4 separate regions of the Mus musculus genome follow, and regions 1, 2 and 4 are each linked to region 3. The links are chromatin contacts, called in public HiCAR-type and HiChIP or PLAC-seq maps. All regions are on one chromosome and are shown on one strand. The core of a region is the stretch at or near the end of the contact, and the rest is flanking DNA. Distances in the headings are between cores, read along the strand shown.

Evidence for each region. HiCAR-type assays count read pairs that join an accessible place to other places. HiChIP or PLAC-seq counts read pairs in DNA pulled down with a chosen protein or histone mark.
Region 1: a contact with region 3 is called in a HiCAR-type map of embryonic stem cells, with 4 times the contacts expected there. The contact joins the promoter of Etnk2 here to the enhancer-like site in region 3. A contact is called at or near these places in 4 of 39 promoter capture datasets (cranial neural crest, embryonic stem cells and liver), 2 of 484 Hi-C or Micro-C datasets (embryonic stem cells and nephron progenitors) and 7 of 115 datasets of contacts at active chromatin or transcription factors (embryonic stem cells and pancreatic cancer cells).
Region 2: an H3K27ac HiChIP or PLAC-seq map of embryonic stem cells shows a contact between it and region 3, with 6 read pairs. The contact joins two enhancer-like sites. A contact is called at or near these places in 3 of 39 promoter capture datasets (cranial neural crest, embryonic stem cells and liver), 2 of 115 datasets of contacts at active chromatin or transcription factors (both in embryonic stem cells) and 1 of 9 other capture datasets (adipose tissue).
Region 4: a contact with region 3 is called in an H3K27ac HiChIP or PLAC-seq map of embryonic stem cells, with 4 times the contacts expected there. The contact joins two enhancer-like sites. A contact is called at or near these places in 2 of 15 datasets of contacts at CTCF or cohesin (both in embryonic stem cells), 15 of 484 Hi-C or Micro-C datasets (colorectal tumor organoids, embryonic stem cells, stem cell-derived neural progenitor cells and 1 more), 8 of 115 datasets of contacts at active chromatin or transcription factors (the HPC-7 cell line, embryonic stem cells and fibro-adipogenic progenitors) and 3 of 9 other capture datasets (adipose tissue, embryonic stem cells and liver).

The regions. Positions count from the first base shown.
Region 1 is chr1:133,361,429-133,366,142 of GRCm38.p6, forward strand. It overlaps Etnk2 (ethanolamine kinase 2), which reads left to right and starts at 2,144. Exons shown (of 8, transcript NM_175443.5): 1 at 2,144-2,590; 2 at 4,148-4,407. The coding sequence starts at 2,336.
Region 2 is chr1:133,337,967-133,343,416 of GRCm38.p6, forward strand. No RefSeq gene overlaps it. Among named protein-coding and RNA genes, the nearest start is that of Ren1, 10 kb to the right of the region's middle. Within about 2 kb of position 2,600, at least 5 of the 459 cell types and tissues checked have an H3K27ac peak or open chromatin away from gene starts, as enhancers often do. A contact at or near this core is called in embryonic stem cells, where this site is marked.
Region 3 is chr1:133,526,037-133,531,032 of GRCm38.p6, forward strand. It overlaps the pseudogene Gm8596. Among named protein-coding and RNA genes, the nearest start is that of Snrpe, 82 kb to the right of the region's middle. Within about 2 kb of position 1,970, at least 16 of the 459 cell types and tissues checked have an H3K27ac peak or open chromatin away from gene starts, as enhancers often do. A contact at or near this core is called in embryonic stem cells and pancreatic cancer cells, where this site is marked.
Region 4 is chr1:133,383,764-133,388,495 of GRCm38.p6, forward strand. It overlaps Sox13 (SRY (sex determining region Y)-box 13), which reads right to left. Exons shown (of 14, transcript NM_011439.2): 7 at 4,686-4,732; 8 at 3,321-3,403; 9 at 3,003-3,165; 10 at 2,422-2,531; 11 at 2,231-2,327; 12 at 1,703-1,846; 13 at 694-910; 14 at 1-161. Among named protein-coding and RNA genes, the nearest start is that of Etnk2, 23 kb to the left of the region's middle. Within about 2 kb of position 1,943, at least 63 of the 459 cell types and tissues checked have an H3K27ac peak or open chromatin away from gene starts, as enhancers often do. A contact at or near this core is called in embryonic stem cells, where this site is marked.

The sequences.
Region 1 (4,714 bases), core at 894-3,393, 160 kb before region 3:
CTCCCCAAGGTGTTTGATCGTGGTGTTTCATCCCAGGCCCCGTGCTGCTGAACAACCCAACCCTATATGGAATTCCCTGGAAAACCTCTGTCAGCATGCTCTGCACACTCCGTGCCCCTGCCCCATGTGACCATCTACAGAGGCAATCTAAGTCGTCACTGTGCAAGAACATGGAATGTCAGACATCCAATAATCCTACCTCACACACATAGAAAAACACATAAAAAGGCTAATTTGCCCAAGATCACTCGGTGAAGAATCAAGCGGAGAAGGAACCTGAAAAACTATCCGAGAGAATCCAACCCAAATGACACAGCCCCTGGGGGCGGGGCTCTCACCTCAGTCCCACATGCGCAGTGCTGGCACAGGGACAGAGCTCCAAACACCTTGCTTTGGGTCAGGTGCACACACGGGCTGTCTTCCACCTCCAGGCCTAAGCTCCACAGGTTTTGTTCAGCCTGCTTTCTTACAGAACCCAGGACCACCAGCCCAGGGGAGGCACCACCCACAATGGGCTGGTAGAGGACTCTTTTTCCACTCACCCCTCAGACTGCCCATGAAGAGTGTATAGCTTAGGGGATAAGAAAGCAGGCATCAACCTGTATTCCCTCATCCCTCTTTGACCCCTCCTCCCCCAAAAGCAAGGTACTGAGTGTCCCAACCAAGCGCTTGGTATCTGTAGGATTTCACTCTCCTAAGGTTAAGGACCCAGGGCTTCTCTGAGGTGATATTTGTATAGCGGGAGCTGCTTTCAGGGTGCTGGCACAGAGCTGAGAAAGCGAGTCTGGACTCCCACTGATTGTGTTCCCTTGTGCCGCAAGGTTTGCTTTGCCTATTGCAAAAGAAAGAGCTGGAGGCAATGTCCTTTCCAGTTCTGGCATCCTGGGACATCATGACCTCAAGTAGGTGGTCCCTCCCTACCATCTGCTACAATGTCCAGTACAGTGGCTGCATGCTGTTGTTTGTATGCGTATAAAGATTAAAGTTACACAAAATGTCACACTGGCCACATTTCAAGGGCTGAGTAGCCACGTGAGGCTAGTGGCCCCTGCAAGAGGCACCAGCACAGAAACTGGACCAGAAGACCTGGGTGCAAAGCAGCAAGAACCAAAAGGCCTCGTGGTGGAGATGTTCCTGAGTAGGTCGGAGGGACAACCTTGGGGACACAGAAACACATCTATTTTGTAGGCATTTTTCAAGTAGGGCAGTATGAGGTGATAAGAAATGAGGTCCCAAGGCAAGCCCAGGTCTCTCTATGCTAGAGAGCTGGCAGCTAACTGGTCTCACTCTGGAAGTGACCAGGGGAATATATGACTAAGGGACGGGCTTTCCAAGGGCTGGCCTGGCCTCTTTCCATGTGTCTTCTCTGTACAGTAAGTCTGCCAGGGGACTTATCCCTTCCCCTTGTCATGCTACATACACATAGATCCCTAGGTTGTACTATGGCCTTTGATCACCTCTTTGCTCAACAAAACACTGAGCTCCGGGCACCTGTGCGACCACTATCTATGCCCAGTCAGCCTTGCAGGACAGGGAGGAAGGCTTAAGGATTATTTAGTGAGCCAAACTCAGTCTTGCTCAAAGTCCTGGCTTACAATGTGCTTGTACACTCATAAAAGTACCCTGGAACATTCTATCAGAGTCCAGTCTGCCTATGGGACACTCACCCTGAACCATCACCATGCTGTTCTCCATCGAAGGTGTGTGTGTGTGTGTGTGTGTGTGTGTGTGGTGCTGAATGATGCCTAGAAGGCCTTAGAAACGCAGCCCAACCTTTCCCAAGAGATTTAATGGCAAGCCGAAGCCCACACTATAGGAGCATCCGATCTCCACGTTCCAGGATGAGGTTGGGACAAAGACAAGCTCTTCCCTCCTTAGCCCCAGCCCCTTACCCTAGACTACCCGGAAAAGAGCTCTTTAGCTGTGGGCTCCAGTGGGAAACTGGTCAACCAGTACTAGGATACTGGAGCAGGGATCTGGGGCGGGGCCTGGGGAGGCTCCGCCCTTTGCGTCATTAAGGCGGGGCATCCCCCACCCAGAGCTCCAGGTAGCGGTGGAGCCAGCAACGGGAGATGGCGGGCTGCACTCGCCCGGAGGCGGGGGCGGGGCGGGCAAGGGGCGTTACTGCGACCCATGATGTCACTGTCGCGGCGGACCTTGGCGATTCCCGGCCAGCTGTGTTGCTCGGTTGCATCGCCGGAGATTGGAACAGGCAGCTCGCTCATGAGTCATGGACTTCCCCTGGCCCCTCCTCGACCACTCCCACTCTCTCTCAGGGCCCCCCCGTAGGGGCTAACGCGGGCGCGGCGGCTCCGAGGGGGTGGGGCTGCTGGGAATGGCTGTGCCCCCTTCAGCTCCAGTGCCGTGCTCGCCCTTTTACCTGCGGAGGCAGGAGCCTTGCCCGCAGTGCTCATGGAGCATGGAGGAGAAGGCGGTGGCCAGCGCCGGCTGCTGGGAGCCTCCAGGGCCCCCGAGGGCCGCCGTCCCATGCTTCAGCGTCACGGTGGAACAGGACGACATCCTCCCCGGTGCCCTGCGCCTCATTCGGGAGCTGCGGCCGCACTGGAAGCCCGAACAAGTTCGGACCAAGGTAGCCGAGAGGGCGTGAGGCCGGGGATGGGGCGCTGCCGGGCTGCAGAGGGGCTGCGTGGACGCCCGTCAGTGCATCCTCCAAGTGCGGGTTCCAGGGTTTTGCGGCTGTTGCGCAGGAGATGTTTTGGACCGTGGTTTGAATATGTGTGTAACTCTCCATTTCTCTTTGATCCCTATGCAAAGCTGGGCTCACGCTTCCCTGGACCCTCCCCATTCGCCTGCTCCTGCCGCCGGAGGTCCACCTGCCCACTGTCAGCGTGCTGCGCGTGCAGCCCCACCCCCTGTCGCTGCGTGCTTGTCCCCTAGTTGCTCAGAAGTGCTACCCAGCCACTCTGACAACCCGAGGAAGCACGAACTTTTAAGGAAACCTCCCCCTACACCCATGCTGTTCCTTCGCCCTAACTTGAGATCCAAGCCTCGGGGATCTGAGCATTCCTTGTGGCCCCAGGAGCCAGCCCTGTGCAATTCAGAATTCCAGCTAAGCCCTGAGACCTTCTTCACGTGGCCTCAGGCTAGCTCTGAGCAACGCCCCTTTTGACCCCCACTCCATTTTCTTCCCACCTCAGCTGAATACTTTGTCCCACACACACACCTGTGGGCAGAACTGCCCACTGCGAGCCCCTAGCTTACTCCCTCCCTCGCTGTCCTGCATTCTCTTAAAAACCTACCCAGCCCTACACCCCTGACAGCCTGCTTTGGAGGGTTCGGGCCCCATGTCATTGGCCTTCTGAGTATGGAAGGGGCAGCTCTAAGGAGAATCTGGGCTGAATGTGGTAACATTTTCAGAAGACCTGGTCAGGAACAGACAGTGAAGGCATCAAGCCATATTTGAGATTAAACCCAGCACTGCATACCAGATGCTAATCTGGACCCCCACTAGGCCTGTCGTCTCACCTAGAAGGGGTGGGTCCCCTGAAGTCCCATCCAGCTCTGCCCCATAGCGCCCATAAACCTTTAGTTCAGGGTTCCTCCCTCCTTATCACCCTGCCCAGAGAGTCTGGGCTCCCACTCATATTGTCTCCTGTTCCTCCTGGTGTGGAATTCAGAGATTCAAGGACCTCTGGCCACCAAAGCCCTGGGAAGAGTGCCAACTTCAGTACCCTCCTTGTCTCTCTGCCACTGGATAGAGCAGGAGATACAGCTCTGAGAGCCCTTGCCTGCCTTAATGAGAGGCAGCTGATCAGGGTGTCTGTCTGGGCAATTTCTAGCCCTCCCTGGCTACATTCTTGCCTGCAGTGGGGTTCTTTCAGGGCCAGGATGGAGAAAGGAGGGGAGGGCCTCTCTCCAGCGCCTAGTGCAGACGTGGCCACTGTGCTAGATAGCATGGCCTGGACGCGCAGCTAGGCTGAGTGAGTGTGCCTGGACTCAGTGTGGCTGCTCCTTCCCATCCACCACCATGAGTGTCCCTTTATTCCAAGGCACAGTTTAGTACTAGCTGGCGTGGGGTTATGTTCAGCATTCCAGTGAACGAATTCTGTTTTGACTGAAGCTCTGGGAAGAGAGCGGAGGACCATGCCGCACCCTCCCACCCATGGCTGTCCTCTCCCCATGCTAGCGCTTCAAAGACGGCATCACCAACAAGCTATTGGCCTGCTATGTGGAGGAGGACATGCGGGACTGCGTGTTGGTCCGGGTGTATGGGGAGCGCACGGAGTTGCTGGTGGACCGGGAGAATGAGGTCAGAAACTTCCAACTGCTGCGAGCACACGGCTGCGCCCCCAAACTCTACTGTACCTTTCAGAACGGGCTGTGCTACGAGTATGTGCAGGGTGTGGCCCTGGGACCTGAACACATCCGAGAGCCCCAGCTCTTCAGGTGAGGAGGGAACAGGGCATTATACATCATTTTCTCAGAGGCTGTGGTTTTGATGGTCTTGGCTGTGAACAATGAAGAGAGTCATAAGGCCCGCCATTGCATTGAAAATATTTGTTAATATATGCTACTCAGAGGCTACACCATTCTATAGGCTTACAGGGGTATCCACTAGAGGGTTGAGTTCCAGGGGAACACAGCAGAGACCAGGTTGTTACCGCACCCCACCCCACCCCATTTCTCAAACCTCTGTCCACTTGTCTGCCGTGGAAATGTTCAGAAGCCCCGGGAATGACGTCTGAGCCAAATT
Region 2 (5,450 bases), core at 1,350-3,849, 190 kb before region 3:
ACCCTGACTAGAGATAGTTTACACCTGAGAAATGAGAGAATGGGTTTGAGAAAAGTAGTCCTGTCCGACTATCTGGGGATGCTTTGGTGAAAGAGAAGGAAAATGAACATAAGCTGTTTCAGAGCTCTCCTAGGGACAGAAGGAGGTCGGAAGACATCCTGCCTCCTCTCTGGCTCCTGCTGGAGGAATGTTTGGTTCTGGGTCTCTTAGGTAGGATATCTGGGTCCCTTCAGGATGTCTAATTCTCTTCTCTCTCTGTCTGTTGTCTGCCCTTGGCATGCCAATTCTGTCCATGTGCATCAAAACTGACTTTTTTTTTTAAATGTTAAGTCTGTGTCTTCATTTTGTTGTTTGATTGGTTGGTTGTTGTTCTGTGTCTCATGTTCAAAAGAAGAAATGGTTAAAACTTTACCTGCTGGTTGTTCAGCCCTTGATTTAGTTTTAACTCGTTTAAAAAAAAGAAAAAAGAAAAGAAAAGAAAGAAAGAAAAAGAGGAAATGAAAAAAATAAATTAAAAACATTCTCAATTGGCCTTCTGAGCCCTGCACCTGTAGTTAGGAGTCTGGTGCAGCTGGAGAAGCCCTGCCAGGAGCTGATTGTCTGCAAAAGCTGCTCTTAAAGGGGCCAGCAGCTTCTCAAGTTCTACGATAAGGGAACTGATGGCTGTTTCTCCTAGAATAATCTCTGTGACTGTGATTATTGGGTCCAGCAAGTGACAAGGTGCTCCTCTCTTGAAATTACAGCTAGAAAAATTAAGTTTTGTCTGGTTTAAATAAGTAAATGTATGCAGCCATTTCATTTTTTGTTTCTGACTGCCTTTAAAGGGATAAATATGTTCTGCACGTCTTGCTTATAGATTATTGGCTTATAAATTATTGGGTATGATTAAAAATTTGTAACATTGATAACAGAAAGTTGGCTTAAAACTGGCAACTCATTCGTTGAGCCAGGCGGTGGTGGCGCACGCCTTTAATCCCAGCACTTGGGAGGCAGAGGCAGACAGATTTTCTGAGTTCGAGGCCAACCTGGTCTACAAAGTGAATTCCAGGACAGCCAGGGCTACAGAGAAACACTGTCTCAAAAAACCAATACAAAAAACAAAAAACTGGTAACTCTGGGTTGGAGTAATTCAGAACTATAACATGTGGCTTGAACCAACCCATGGAAACAGGTCTTTAAAGATACCCTTAGGGGCTGGTGAAATGGCTCAGTGGGTAAGAGCACTCAGGACTGCTCTTCCGAAGGTCCGAAGTTCAAATCCCAGCAACCACATGGTGGCTCACAACCATCTGTAACATGATCTGACGCCCTCTTCTGGAGTGTCTGAAGACAGCTACAGTGTACTTACATATAATAAATAAATAAATCTTTAAACAAACAAACAAAAAAAGATACCCTTAAATTGGGTAATATTCTATATAATTCTTATCTAGAAACCAGACTTATAAAAGATTGGATTTAGGGCAGTGTCTCTTTGAGACATTGGAGGCTGCTGTACCATCTTGTATTCGTGTGCAGGAACGGGCAGCCAAACTTTGTAGCATGGAGGTGATTCACCTGGTGTTTTTGGAGACTGGTTTGTTGGAGGTTGAGTCTTGCTTTCCAAAGTTCTTGCTTGCTCTGAGCTGCCCTCTCAGAATGACCCAGGGTCGCTAACTGCAGTTCAAAAGTAGAGACACTTAAAAACTTTGTAACATGTAAGTAATGCTTTTAGTATTGATTTTAAAGAGAATGGATTGTTTACACTGTTAAAATTGGGTTTTGCTTTCCAGAATTGTGGTTGTGCTCTGGTATTACAAGAGAAACTTAAAATTATGGTTAAGCTGCCAGTGCTCCATTGGCTGCAGTTTGCAGGTCAAGCACAGGCTCAGGATTCTGACTCGCACATATTTTTAATTAAGAAAAAAATCTGGCAGGTGGAAATTGTTGCAGGGTTTGCGAAAGGCTAATGAAACTACGAAACTTGTAGAGGCATTACAATCTGGCCTGCCTACTCCATATATAATTATTATGGATTTGGAAGATTGGCCTGTATGCTTTTGCATCTTGACGATTGTAAAGGTTGCTTGCATTTAGTGTGTTTGCTTGTAATTTTAAAGAGCCCATGAACCAGTATCATTGGAAAGTTTTGCCTCAAGGAATGGCTAATATCCTTTCATTGTGTTAAAAAAAAAAGTCTCTGCTTCAATTCAAGAAGTTAGGACTTTGAATCTTTCAGTGTATATTCATCATATTTTATTAGCTGATCCCCCTGAAGGAGTTTTACTGCAAACCTTTGCTTTAAAATTTTGGGGAGTAGTTGTTGCTCCAGAAAAGATTCAAAGGCAATGTCTTTTTCAATATTTGGGGCCTCGTTCTTGTCAGAACAACCTAAGACAGGCTCAGCCTTGTTTATAATTAAAAGGGGGGAGATGTGGAGAGCCTTTTGGGGAGCTACTTGGCAGGAATCTGCCATTGGCCAAGGACAAGGAAATGGGCTTCAGGCAGGAATCTGACATTGGCCATGACAAGGAAGTAAGCTTGGCAAGAATCTGACAATGGAGCAAGACAAAGAAGGTCGGGCAGGGACCTGACTTTGGCCAAGGACAAGGAAGTAAGAATCTGGCTTTAGGGTAGAACAAAGAAGTAGGCTCAGATATCATGATCATCCTTAGAAACAGCTATCACTGAGTGATCATGGGGCTTTGTGTTTATTGCCTTGCTTGTTCCTTGACTATTGTCTTGCTTGATTCCTCTTTGTACTACTCTCCCTTAATACTTGCATGTAATTAAAATGGTATAAAAAGCAGATTGGGAAAATTAAATTGCCTTCAGTCTCAGATTTGACTAGGGTCACACGGCAGCATTTTCTAATTGTCTCTTTCTTTTCAATCCTCCCTCCTGCGCTGGAGAACCTGTTGGCTGACTAAGCTGGGCTTGGTCAATGGATGAAGCTTGGTCCCCAAACAGGAGGACTGGCTGAAAATTCCATGTGAAGCTCTTAGGCTTCCTGAGTGTAGTACTCTGCTTACCCCCAGCCTCCACACCAGTCAGTCCTGCTAGCTAGGTGAAGGAAGAGGGGAATAGCCCTATCCAGGCAGAGATGAATGGCTGTGGAGAGGGACTGTGTGGATTCTTAGGTGAGGCCTTTTCTTTCTCTGTTCCAGGAAGCCAAGCAGGCAGCAAGGTTTATATTCCAGGACAGGAGATGACAAAACCCAGGGTAAAGATCTTCCAATATTAGAGAGTGCTCCAGAGAATGCTGTATAGATCCTACAGTGGACATCCCCAACCCCCACCCCCAGAGTATTGCTAGGGCAGTTTCCAGACCCTTCTACCTAGTTCTTAACCCTGAGTAGAGCAGTAAGGTAGCATGGGAGACCCAAAAAAGCCCAAGAAGACCAAAGCAAACAGAAAATAGAGGTCAGAAAGTGTAGAGGAATATGTGTGTGTGTGTGTGTGTGTGTGTGTGTGTGTGAGAGAGAGAGAGAGAGAGAGACAGACAGACAGAGACAGAGAGAGACAGAGAGAGAGAGAGAGAGAGAGAGAGAGAGACTCTGCATAACCTTGGCTTTCCTGGAACTCACTTTGTAGACCAGGCTGGCCTTGAACTCAGAGATCCACCTGCCTCTACCTCCTGAGTACTGGGATTAAAGATGTGTGCCACCACTGCCCACTGGACATTTTTAATGTATAGCTAAAACATGAACTTTACCATGATAACTATTGGTGAGTGGGCAGCTCAGTAGTATTAAGAATATTTCCATTTTTGTGCACTGAACCTTTTCATCTCAAAGATAGTATTTAAAAATCATTCTATAATTAATATCTTACTGAGGAGAGATAAAAGAGAAATTTACATCTACAAAAATATAGAAGATGCACTAAAAATAGAAAGACGCAGATCAAAAAGTTGGGAAGCTTAGCACATAACAGCAAAACTACAAAAAAATAAAGTAAGTTGAAACATACAGTTAAGGAATGCTAGGCAGATGAACAAAAAAGAAACCAGGAGATAAAATATAAAAATCTTAGAAAAGTAGAAGTTGCGAAACCCTCAGTTCTGGGACGAGAAAGGACAAGGAAAGACACAAGGACACCAGGACACTTCCGGAAGAGAAGCTTGTGCATCACCCAGGTCATGGCCGTGCGAGGTTCTGGATCTGCTCGCCTCCTTCAGGATCAGACCTGTGGGACCAAATGGAGAGGGCTTTGGAGCATCTGGGCAGAGTTTACAGGATCAAGGAAAACCCTAAGGGAGCATTCGTGATGGATTTACCACAGAGATAACAGTAATACACAGAAACAAACAAACAAACACACTTTTATCAGAATAGTGGTATACACCTTTAATTCAAACATCCAGGAAGCAGAAGAAGACAGATCTCTGTGAGTTCCAGGCCATTCTGCTTGCTATAGTGAGTTCTAGCATAGCCAGGAATACATAGGGAGACTGTCTCAACAAACAAACAACAAAAACAAAACAAACAAACACAAAAGGGTTTGTCTTATCAAAACCTGGAGGGTGGGATAATGAAAGAAAACCTCTTCTACTGTGAGAGGTCAATTAAAAATCCTGAAAATTGAAGCTGAGAAGAGCAGGATGCACACAATAATGTTCAGGAGTGCAGATGCTCCATGATCAACTGGAGCAGAATAGCCAGGGAGGAGTGCGTCTTGGGGCAGCAGTGGTCCCTGGGGAGCAGGGCTGGGAGTATATGTGGGAAGCCATGTGGGAGTATATGTGCCGTTGCAGAGTGGCACTGACTACTGCTGGCCACCACGCATAAGTTTGGACAAACAACCAATGTGTACATATGCAGTAAAGTTTTTTGTTTTGTTTTTTTTGTTTTGTTTTGTTTTGTGTTTTTTGTTTTTCAAGACAGGGTTTCTCTGTGTAGCCCTGGCTGTTCTGGAACTCACTTTGTAGACCAGGCTGGCCTCGAGCTCAGAGATCTGTCTGCCTCTGCCTCCCAAGTGCTGATGCTGCAACAGGATCCTTCTGCATACGTTTATTGGGAGAGCTTGATTGCAGAGGTGAAGAGACTCCGAGCCCAGAACTGGTGCTGCTTATATAGGCCTAGGAGAGGCGTGTCTCACACCCGGATTGGTTATGCACTAAGCCTCATTTGCATGTTCCTCATCTGATTGGCTACTCTCTCTCTCTGTACCTCACAGAGCCTCATTATCATACCTCATTTGCATGTCTCACATCTGATTGGTTATACTCCCAAAGCCTCATTATCATGCCCAGGCCAGGCAGTGTCTTTGCAAAAAACTTAACTGCATATGTACACATTGGTTGTTTGTCCAAACTTAGGCATGGTGGCCAGCAGTAATCAGTGCCACTCTGCAATGGCACATGTGGCTTCCCACAAGTATAGACAAGACTGGAAAGTGCTGGATTTTATCATAAATGCTTTCTTAAAGATTTTATTTATTTAATGTATATGAGTACACTGTAGCTGTCA
Region 3 (4,996 bases), core at 720-3,219:
GAGTGCATTTGCTGTTCCAGCATGGGGAAACTGAGTTTGCATCCCTAGCACCCAGGTAGAAGCTGGATCTGGAGGCATGAGCCTGGAATCCCAGGGCAGAGATGATGTGATTCCACGTTGACCTTGCAACCCAACATCATCGTCTATACAGTTCATGCTTGAGAACTGCACAATTGAGTTACAAACCAAACCAATAAATCACACTAAGGTCTCCTACTTTAAGAAGGCTTATCATGTGTGTTGGACACATTCACAGTTGGCCTGGCTTGCAGGAGCCCTATGGGTGTGGGTTGGACATACTTGGTAGAAGGGAAAGGTATGGATTTGTATATAACTTTCTTAAGGGGAACACCTTGAGACCTGGCAGCAGTGGCACATACTTTTCAACTCGGCACTCAGGAGGCAGAGGCAGGTGAATCTCTGAGTTCAAGACCCGCCTGGTCTACAGAGTGAGTTCCAGGACAGACAGACAGTCTGGCTGCAACTGTAGGCTCTATCTTTGATGAGAGACCTTGATTCAAAAATAAATAAGTAGAAAGGCTGGGAGGGCTAGAAGACACTGGGCATTAATCTCTGTCCTCTGAGCACATGTGCAAACATGGGTGAGCGAATCTTGCACACATGCATCATAGACATATAATTTCATAATTTTTTCAAAGATTAAAAAAAAAGCAAACCACTATTTTTTTTTGATGGGTCTAAGAGAGTCTAAGATGATTTGCGCTCTGGGTACTCACCATTGCTTATTTCCAGGCTCTGTAAGCTGAGGTCAGACTGGCCCATTTGGGACACCATCAGCTTCTGATTATTGGTATGCTGTTTATTTCTTTGCTCAGAGATTGAATCTAAGTTTCTTGGCTTAAGGTAAATTGGTCTAATAATTCTGCTCTCTGAGAAGCCATGATTTGTTCCAGAACCTTCAGGCCTCAGCTAACCAGCTGTCTGAAAATGTTAATATTCTTGGCCCAGTGAGGCCCAGCTCACAGCTACAAAACTGAAGAACAATGCTTTATTCTTTCAAAAGCCATTTGGACCAAAGGTTCTCAAAACTAGCTGAATGTCAACTTCAGAATGGTCTTCCTCCATCTTTTCCTTCCCTTCCCTTCCCTTCCCTTCCCTTCCCTTCCCTTCCCTTCCCTTCCCTTCCCTTCCCTTCCCTTCCCTTCCCTTCCCTTCCCTTCCCCCTTCCCTTCCCTCCCCCTCTCCCTTCCCTTCCCCTCTTCCTTCCCTTCCCCTCTCCCTTCCCTTCCCTTCCCTTCCCTTCCCTCCCCTCCCCTTCCCCTTCCCCTTCCCCTTCCCCTTCCCCTTCCCCTTCCCCTTCCCTTCCCTCCCTCCCCCCTCTTTCTCACTCTCTAAGGTATCTCTGTGTAGCCCTGGCTGTCCTGGAACTTCCTCAGTAGACCAGGCAGGCTGGCCTTGAACTCAGAGATTCACCTGCCTCTGCTTCCTGAGTGCTGAGTTGAAAGGCATGTGCCACCGCTGCCAGGTCTCAAGGTATCCTCTTAAGACAAAGCTGTATTCAAATCCATACCTTCCCCCTCTACCATGTATGTCCAACCCACAACCCATAGGTCTCCTGTAAACATGAACTGTGAATGTGCCCAACACACATGAGAAGCCTACTTAAAAGTAGGAGATGTTAGTGTGATTTATTGATTTATTTTGTAACTCGATTGTGCAATTCTCAAGTATGAATTTTATAGATAATGACGTAGGCTGGTGAAGGCAAAGGCTGGCCACCTGCTGGGTGGAAACTTCCTTTAGAGTGGCTCCCACTGGAGGCCTGGATCTTTGCTTTGTGCAGCTCAGGCTCTGGAACTTAACGTGACCTGGATCCTGGGAGCTCTGCCACCCAAGAAGGACAGAACACACTAGAAATGTTTTTTGGGTCCCCTGGGAGTCACAGTGGCTGTCTGGCGGAGGCAGTCCAGCTGTGGAGGGTGTTCAGGTTTCTCTTTTGTCTCTGTTCTTTTGTTCTGTGAGGCTAGTGATGGAGCAGAGCCCACTTATAGGGTGTAGTGTGGGCTGAGTCCCTGAGCCTACTTTTGTCCTTCCTTTATTCTTATCACTGCTAATGATGAGGAACAGCAGCCACCAGTCAGGACACTCCCAGGCTGTCATCCATGCATTCTAGAGCCAATAGCACTGTGTGGATATAAGAGCCTCTGACGGCTCACTGTTCTGGACGATCTAAGCTGGGTGTGGCAGTGTATATTTGCAATCCTACTTGGAAAGCTGAGCAGCTCTAACTACAAAGTTCAAGGCCATCCTGAACTCACCGAGAGGCTCTAACTCATAAAAAGAAAAAGAAAGGAAGGAAAGAAGAAAGAAGAGAAAAAGTAAAATTTAAAATTTCTTAAGGATTTCAAAGGACTTGGTGGTTGACACTTTAACTGTTGTTTCTAAAAAGTAGACAGTTACAAAGTCATTTCCTTTAAGAACTTTTAAGAAAGGCAAGTTAAAATCTACAGCCCTGCTGGATGTAAAGCATCCTATACCTTTGCTCCCAGGACTAGGAGACAGAGGCAGGCAGATATATTGAGTTCAAGGTCAGCCAGGATTTCAGAGTGAGACCCTTTCTGGAAAAAAACAAGTAGTATCTTAAGAGTGTGTATGTTAGTTGTGTTCCTTATGTTCTGTTATTTAGCAGTGTGTGTAAAATGTCCAGATTTGTCCAGATAGCCTTCTGTCATTGACTGCTGATTCCATCGATCGATTGTACTTTGCGTAATTTATTTGGATGCATTGCTGCGAATTAAACCCAGGCTCTCATACGTGCTGGGCAAGCACTCTACTGCTGAGCTGTATCAACATGATACAGCTGTGATTGACACAGGGTCTAAGTAAGTTTCCCAGGCTGGCCTTGAGACAGAGAGCTTCTTACCTTCATCTCTGAAGAGGCCACGCAGCCAGCTCTCGTAGAACTTGAGTTGAGATGGTCTTGTGAACTTGGAGAATGGTTGTTCATTTGAAAATGAATGCGGCTGGGCTGGGGCAGTGTTTCCTTTGTTTATAAAGTTCAACTCTGCCTCCTTGTTGATCCTGCCTAGCTGTTCTATTGAGTGTGAAGTATTGAAGGCTCAAGTTGTGATTATTGAGTCACCTTATGGCTTCCTTCAATTCTGTCCATTTGAGGCTCAATTGTTCAGTACAAAAATGCTTATGATTAGCTACATATGCAGCAGAGGATGGCCTTGTCGGTCATCAGTGGGAAGAGAGGCCCTTGGTCCTGTGAAGGCTCTATGCCCCAGTATAGAGAAGTGCCAGGGCCAGGAAGCAGGAGTGGGTGGGTTGGGGAGCAGGGCGAGGGGGAAGGGATAGGGGGTTTTCAGAGGGGAAACCAGGAAAGGGGAAAACATTTGAAATGTAAATAAAGGAAATAGCTAATAAAAAAAAGAGGAAAAAATGTTTATGATTGCTCTCTCTCTACCAGATGAGCAAGATGCCCAAAGGAAAGAAAGCCAAGGGGAAGAAGGTGGCTCTGGCCCCTGCCACCATCAAGAAACAGGAGGCCAAAAAGGTGAAAAGGTGGTCAATCCTTTGTTTGAGAAAAGGCCCAAGAACTTCAGCATTGGGCAGGACATCTAGCCCAAAAGAGATCTAACACGCTTTGTCAAATGGCCCTGCTACATCAGGCTGCAATGGTAAAGAGCCATCCTCTATAAGTGGCTCAAAGTACCTCCTGCTATTAACCAGTTCACCCAGTCCCTGGACAGGCAAACAGCTTGCCCACAAGTACAGGCCAGAGACAATGCAGCAGAAGAAGCAAAGGCTACTGGCCTGTGCTGAGAAGAAAGCTGCTGGCAAAGGCGACGTCCCAACTAAGAGACTACCTGTCCTCTGAGCAGGGGTCAATACAGTCACCACCTAGGTGGAGAACAAGAAGACTCAGCTGGTGGTGACTGCCCATGACGTAGACCCCATTGAGTGGTGGTTTTCCTGCCTGCCCTGTGTCGAAAGATGGGGGGTGCGCGGATTGCATCATCAAGTGAAAGGCCAGGCTGGAGTGCCTGATCCACAGGAAGACGTGTACCACTGTTGCCTTCACACAGGTTAACTCGGAAGACAAGGGTGGTCTGGCTAAGCTGATGGAAGCTATTAGGACCAATTATAATGACAGATATGTCGAGATCTGTGGCCACTGGGGAGGCTACGTCCTGGGTCCTAGATCTGTGACTTGCATTGCCAAGCTGGAAAAGGTGAAGGCTAAAGAACTCACCACTAAATGGGTTAAATGTATACTAAGTTTTCTGTACATAAATATAACTACAAAAATTTTTTAAAGTTTATGATTGTTATGAGTTACTGATTGAGACACACACACTCACACTCACCCTCTATCCTTGAGACAGAACCTTGCTGCAATTACCAATGCCTTTAGACCTACAATCTTCCTGCTTTGCCCTCTGGTGTTCTGTGGTAGCAGGCTCGCCCCTCTTGCTTGCCTCCTGTTAGAGAATGCTCTCTTTTACCCTGAGGAGCAGTTGTTTGTCTCCTCTCAGTTTCTACACCACTCTGGCTGTTCTCAGTTATGTAAGTATTGTTTTTTTTGTTGTTGTTTTGTTTTGTTTTCATCCTTTCAGTTTTAACCTCTGTGTCCTTCAATCTGAAACATGTCTCTTTTACACAACATATGGTTGGGTCATGTTTTCTATCTCTTGTGTCAATATTTGCAGTTTCTTTATCTTTTCATGGTGCTGAAGTACATAAGACATAGCTTAGCAACTTGGGACTCCAGTTGGCTCAGTGTATACTCACATCCCTCTTCTACCAATGTACCTGGCAACCTAGCACCCCATCTGCATTCCCTGTGGACACACCCCTCTCCCAACAATGCTCAGAGCAACCTAGCTCCCTGATCTGCATTGAACTGGACATAACCCCAGATCCCAACAATGGGATAAGTTCTTCTTCTAGCAGTGATCAATAACTCCTCCCTTTGTGTTCAGCTTCTTTGTAATGTGCAGGGGCAGATAAAGTAACCACAGGGTCTTTA
Region 4 (4,732 bases), core at 693-3,192, 140 kb before region 3:
CCTCCCCTTCCTCCCGGAGACTGCAGGTATTGATGATGACAGGCATGTTGGGGTCCAGGCCCTGGGGGTCATAGTGCTCCACCAGTGGACGTGCCAGGGGCAAGCCCGCTGCCCGAGGGAACAGGATATCTGAGCTCACCTGTGCCTGGCCAGCCTGCGGGCTGAGAGGCAGAGAAAATTCGCAATTACAGATGTACCCATGTGCCCTCCCAGCCCTTCCAGCCCTCCCTGCAGGCTGGGTAACCGGCATACTCTGGCCCTTGCGTGTGCTTCCTGATGGCCAAATTCACTGCCAGCTATAGCTCGAAAGCTCAGAGTCGAGGGTATGTTGGACGGTGGCACGTGAATATTATTTTGTTTTAGTGTCATTGACCACAGAACTCTACCCTAGTGCCTGTCATGGTCAAATAAGGGGCCTTCCTACGGGATGAATACCTGTGGTGTTCTCAATTTGCCCTGCGTTTGTCAGGCTGCAGGTGCCCCAGTTTAGGTCTTATACCCAACTCCCAGTCACCAGTCTCGCACACAGTCATTATCCATCAGGGGTCACACACAGGCAGATGGCACACAACTCTGCTCCCAGATCCTTGCTGGCTGCTCTGCCTGCCTCACACAAAGACCAGACACACACACAACCCCAGTCTCTCACAGCAGCCACAAGCCGCCTCTGGCCACCAGGGAGGGCCTGCTCACGGGATGGTGTAGCTTTGGCGAGCACCCTGGCGCCGTGTCCTCATCAAGGCCTTGTACTCGCCCACTCGCAGCCGCCGGCCCTCCACGACACAGGTACGCTTAGGCCTTGGCTTGTACTTATAGTCAGGGTATTTCTCCAGGTGCTGCCGGCTCAGACGGGCCTGCTCCTCGTAGTACGGCTGTTTCTCCTGGTTGGTCATGGACTTCCAGCGAGAACCTGATCCAATACCAGGCAAAAACTAAGGGCCAGACTCTCGTGGTACCCCACCAGGTTCCAAGCCCTAGCTAGAAGTCCTGATTGGACCCTGGTCTTCAATTGGGATCAAAAATGATAAGGCATAAGCACTCATCAAGGGCCTGGCCAAGTGTGGATGCTCCCTGGATGCTGGGCCAGGAAGAGATGAGGCTGGCAATGACGGGGAGTCTGTACCATTCTCATGTCAAACAACTCGGCACCCCTGAGAGGTCTCCGCCCCAAAGGCATTCACGAAAGAGCAGCCACTCCAAGCCATCAAGTATCCGATGTGAATCTGGGGTGTAGCTCAGTGGTAGAGCATGGGCCAGGGTAGACATGGGAAAGCCGAAAACAACCCTGGTGTTCCAGACAAGAAACCCGCGCAGTTACTGGAGGGGACTCAGCCATGAAAACACCACCCTTATTCAGACTTGTCGGCCCTGCCCGCTCCTCAGCCTCTGACACAAAGTCTCTATACCAATGGTCCACAATGCTAGTCTCTATTTTCTGCCAAAGCACAGGCCATAAGAGGCACCGGGTGTTTGGAGGTGGTAAAGAATACACAAAATCCCAAGGGGAGGGACAACCAAAAGAGCCCTGCGCTGGTACAAGGTCCTAGGATCCAGCTGCCAAGAACATCTCAACTGCTACACCTGGTAAGATTCTACCAGGATTCAATAAGGCATGAAAACTCCAAACAGACCCAGTCCTACTGAGCTATGTCCCCTGGGCTCAACACCCTGAGCTGCAGAGGACCCACGCCCTGGCCCTTACCAAGGATCTTGCTGATGCTGGAGTTATGCATGTCTGGGAAGGCCTGGAGAATTTTCCTCCGTTCATCCTTGGCCCACACCATGAAGGCATTCATGGGTCTCTTGATGTGGCTGCTGTTCCGAGACTCGGAAAAATGACGGGAGCCTGGAGGATGGGTAGGTAAGAGTCAGGCAGGCAACAGCTTTGGGGCTGGCAGAGATATCCCTTGCATGGCCACCAGGAGGCACTGATGAGGCTCATAGAGAAGTCAGCTCAGGCCTAGCAAGGCAGGAAGTAGAGGATGAGGAGGGAAGCGAAGGCCAGCGGTAAGCAGAGGCCCACCACGGCCAGAGAACAGGCACAGCAAAGATCCAGAGAAGCAGGGCTCCACAGAGTTGTTACAAGATACCAGAAGACGACCCACGGATAGAGACACCAGGGAACAATGGAGACACATGCCAGGAAGGACCCAAGAAAGGAGGGAGGAAGGAATCAGGGACGGACACAGCCCTAGTGGAGTTAAGTGGCGCCCAGCGCCAGAGCTCTCACCATCCATGTCACAGCTCAGCATGGCTTCCTCCAGGGGATGCACACAGCTCTCCTCCAGCCGCTCCTTGGCCGGGGAGGAGTCCAGGCTGATGAGGTCCTGCAGGTGACAGAGACAATGTGGGCATGAGTACTTCCTCTGTCATCCTGTCTTCATCTTCCTGTCCTCTGGGCAGAGGAAGATTGGCCCATACCTTCCGGAATGGGGTATTGGGGGAGTTTTCCAAAGCCCCACTGTGGCTGTGCAGCAGCTGCCGGGCATCCTGGATGGCTTTGGTGACGGCGTCCCCTTCACCGAGGAAGCCTGTTTGGAGAGGGAACAAAGTGAAGGGCAGGGACCCGAGGGCTTTGTCCCAGGAGCAGCCCACATATTTATGCTTCCTGCCACGTCACACCTAAGGGTCTCCTTGTGGCAGTACACTCCCTGCCCATCCCCACACCTCCCTGAGGACTGCCTGCTGCAGGGTGCCAAGGGTCGGGAATGAGGCAACTCTCTCAGATGCGCAGCTCAGTGGCCTGACCCCATGCTGTCTAATCTGATCCTGGAGAACAAAGGCGCCATGGAAGGAGGCGTCCTCAGAGCAAGCCTCATCCCCGGCTTTAAGAAAGCAGAGGCTGGGGTGGAGCTCGGTGATGGGAGTACCTTAGAACTGTTTAAAAACCCCAAACTAGAACGGAGAAAGGGAAGGACCGTGCCCAAGGTGGCGTCTGGCTCAACTGTCTAAGGTGAGACGACTCACTGTCGTCTAAGGTGAGAGCAGATGAAAAGGCTTACCCAGAGGCAGGCTGGGGGGGCTGGATTGCAGGTCCCTTGTGGGAGCCCCATGGCTGGCGGGGCGAGGCCCACAACTGTTCATCTTCAGGCTGGGAGAGCTGGAGGTGTTGGGCAGCTCAGGTACCTTGGGCTTGGCTGTGAGGTTCAGTGGTTGTGGGGGCTCCTGCCGACCCAAAAAGACAGAGAATGAGAAACACCCAAGGAGGACCACCCCATCACAGGACAGACAGGACTCAAGGCGAGTGAGCCAAGAGCAAAGAGGGACATTGGCTCCGCAAGGGAGGGGCTCCCAGGCAGCAAAGGTAGGCAAAGGAGTACCTGCAGGGGGTGGTGGGCGGCCACCCCCGACCTCTTCACCACAGGGGCAGGCGGGCTGTGCAGCAGCTGCAGTGGGTATTCCACTGGGGAAAGAAAAGCGGCAAGGGACAAAGTCCCAGGTGAGCCCAGAATAGCAGGCACCAAGTGACAGGCCCCAGGACCACAGGGCAGAGTGTAGAGCTGGTCCAACCTTTCCTGTTGTTGTCAGGCTAAGGTAGTGCAGGGAACCATCTATCCCTCTTCCCATATGGCCCCTGCAGGCTGATGGCCTTGCCTGCCCTTTCCAACCCACTCTAAAGAGCTCCCCATGCACACACAAGGGACGGCACCCTCGGGTCTTGTCCCTGCTGTGTGTAGGGGGCAAAGCTACTGCGTGTGCTTCCCCTCTAAGATAAAATGTATGGTACGTAAGGGTTACTCAAAGCAACAGCCTCATCTTACAGGTGTATTAGTCAGGGCTCTCTATACAACCTAACAGGTAAGGAAACAGACCTTGTAAATTCAGCGGGCTGTCCACAAACAAATTAAATGGCGGCGGCGGCAGGATTTGAACCCAGGTCTAGACTCCATAACCCATCCCTTGGCCTAGACAGTTCTCTCCCTCCTATCTACTTTACCTCACTGGGCTTAGAATCAAGAAGGAAAGCAGCAGAGATAAGACTGTGTATCAATCACTAGCAGCACAGCAGGTAGTGATAAGGGCTCAGAGGAGGACACTCAGTTTCAGCCAGGGTGGAGTTGGGGTAGTAAGATGGAGGATATTTGAGGATGATGAACTCAGGCTAGCAAGCCTGGTTGGCTCTGTGGCTGGGAGCCTGTACTGTCTCGGTCACGTGGAACAGGGAGGGTAGATTACGAGTTGTTTTCACTGCTACTTATCCTGTGTGGCATTTACAGGCAGCATGTCCGCCCTGTCCCAACTCTGTCTGTGGGCACTGTCACCAGAACTCACTGCGATCCTTCCATCTGTCACCTTCATTCCCATCCCCCGCCGCCAGAGAGAACACACTCCCTGCTCAAGTGTTCCAAGGCACTCCCTTCCAATCCTCCACAGCCTCCTCCCGGATCCCTGTCGCTCTCACACCGCTCACACGCAAGCCCTTCCCGCTGAGCCTCGCACCTCAGTTCCAGTTTCTCCCTCACGGATCCTATCACCCTTCTCCAGGACCCAACCATCAAGCGCCACCTCCTCAGAGAGCCTTCTGAGTCTCCTGAGAGCTTGGCGGCACACTCTTCCTTTTCATTCTCCTGACTAAGTTCAGAAAGGACTTGTTCTTCCACTGGGCAGATCCCAAACTGTGGCCCCGGACTCCTTCCCTCAAGTCAAGGAAGCTGCCTCTGTGGCCTCCCGCCCGCCCCACTCACCTGGCTTGCAGGGAATGGGCTGAATAGGTAAAGCCAGCTGGGAGTCA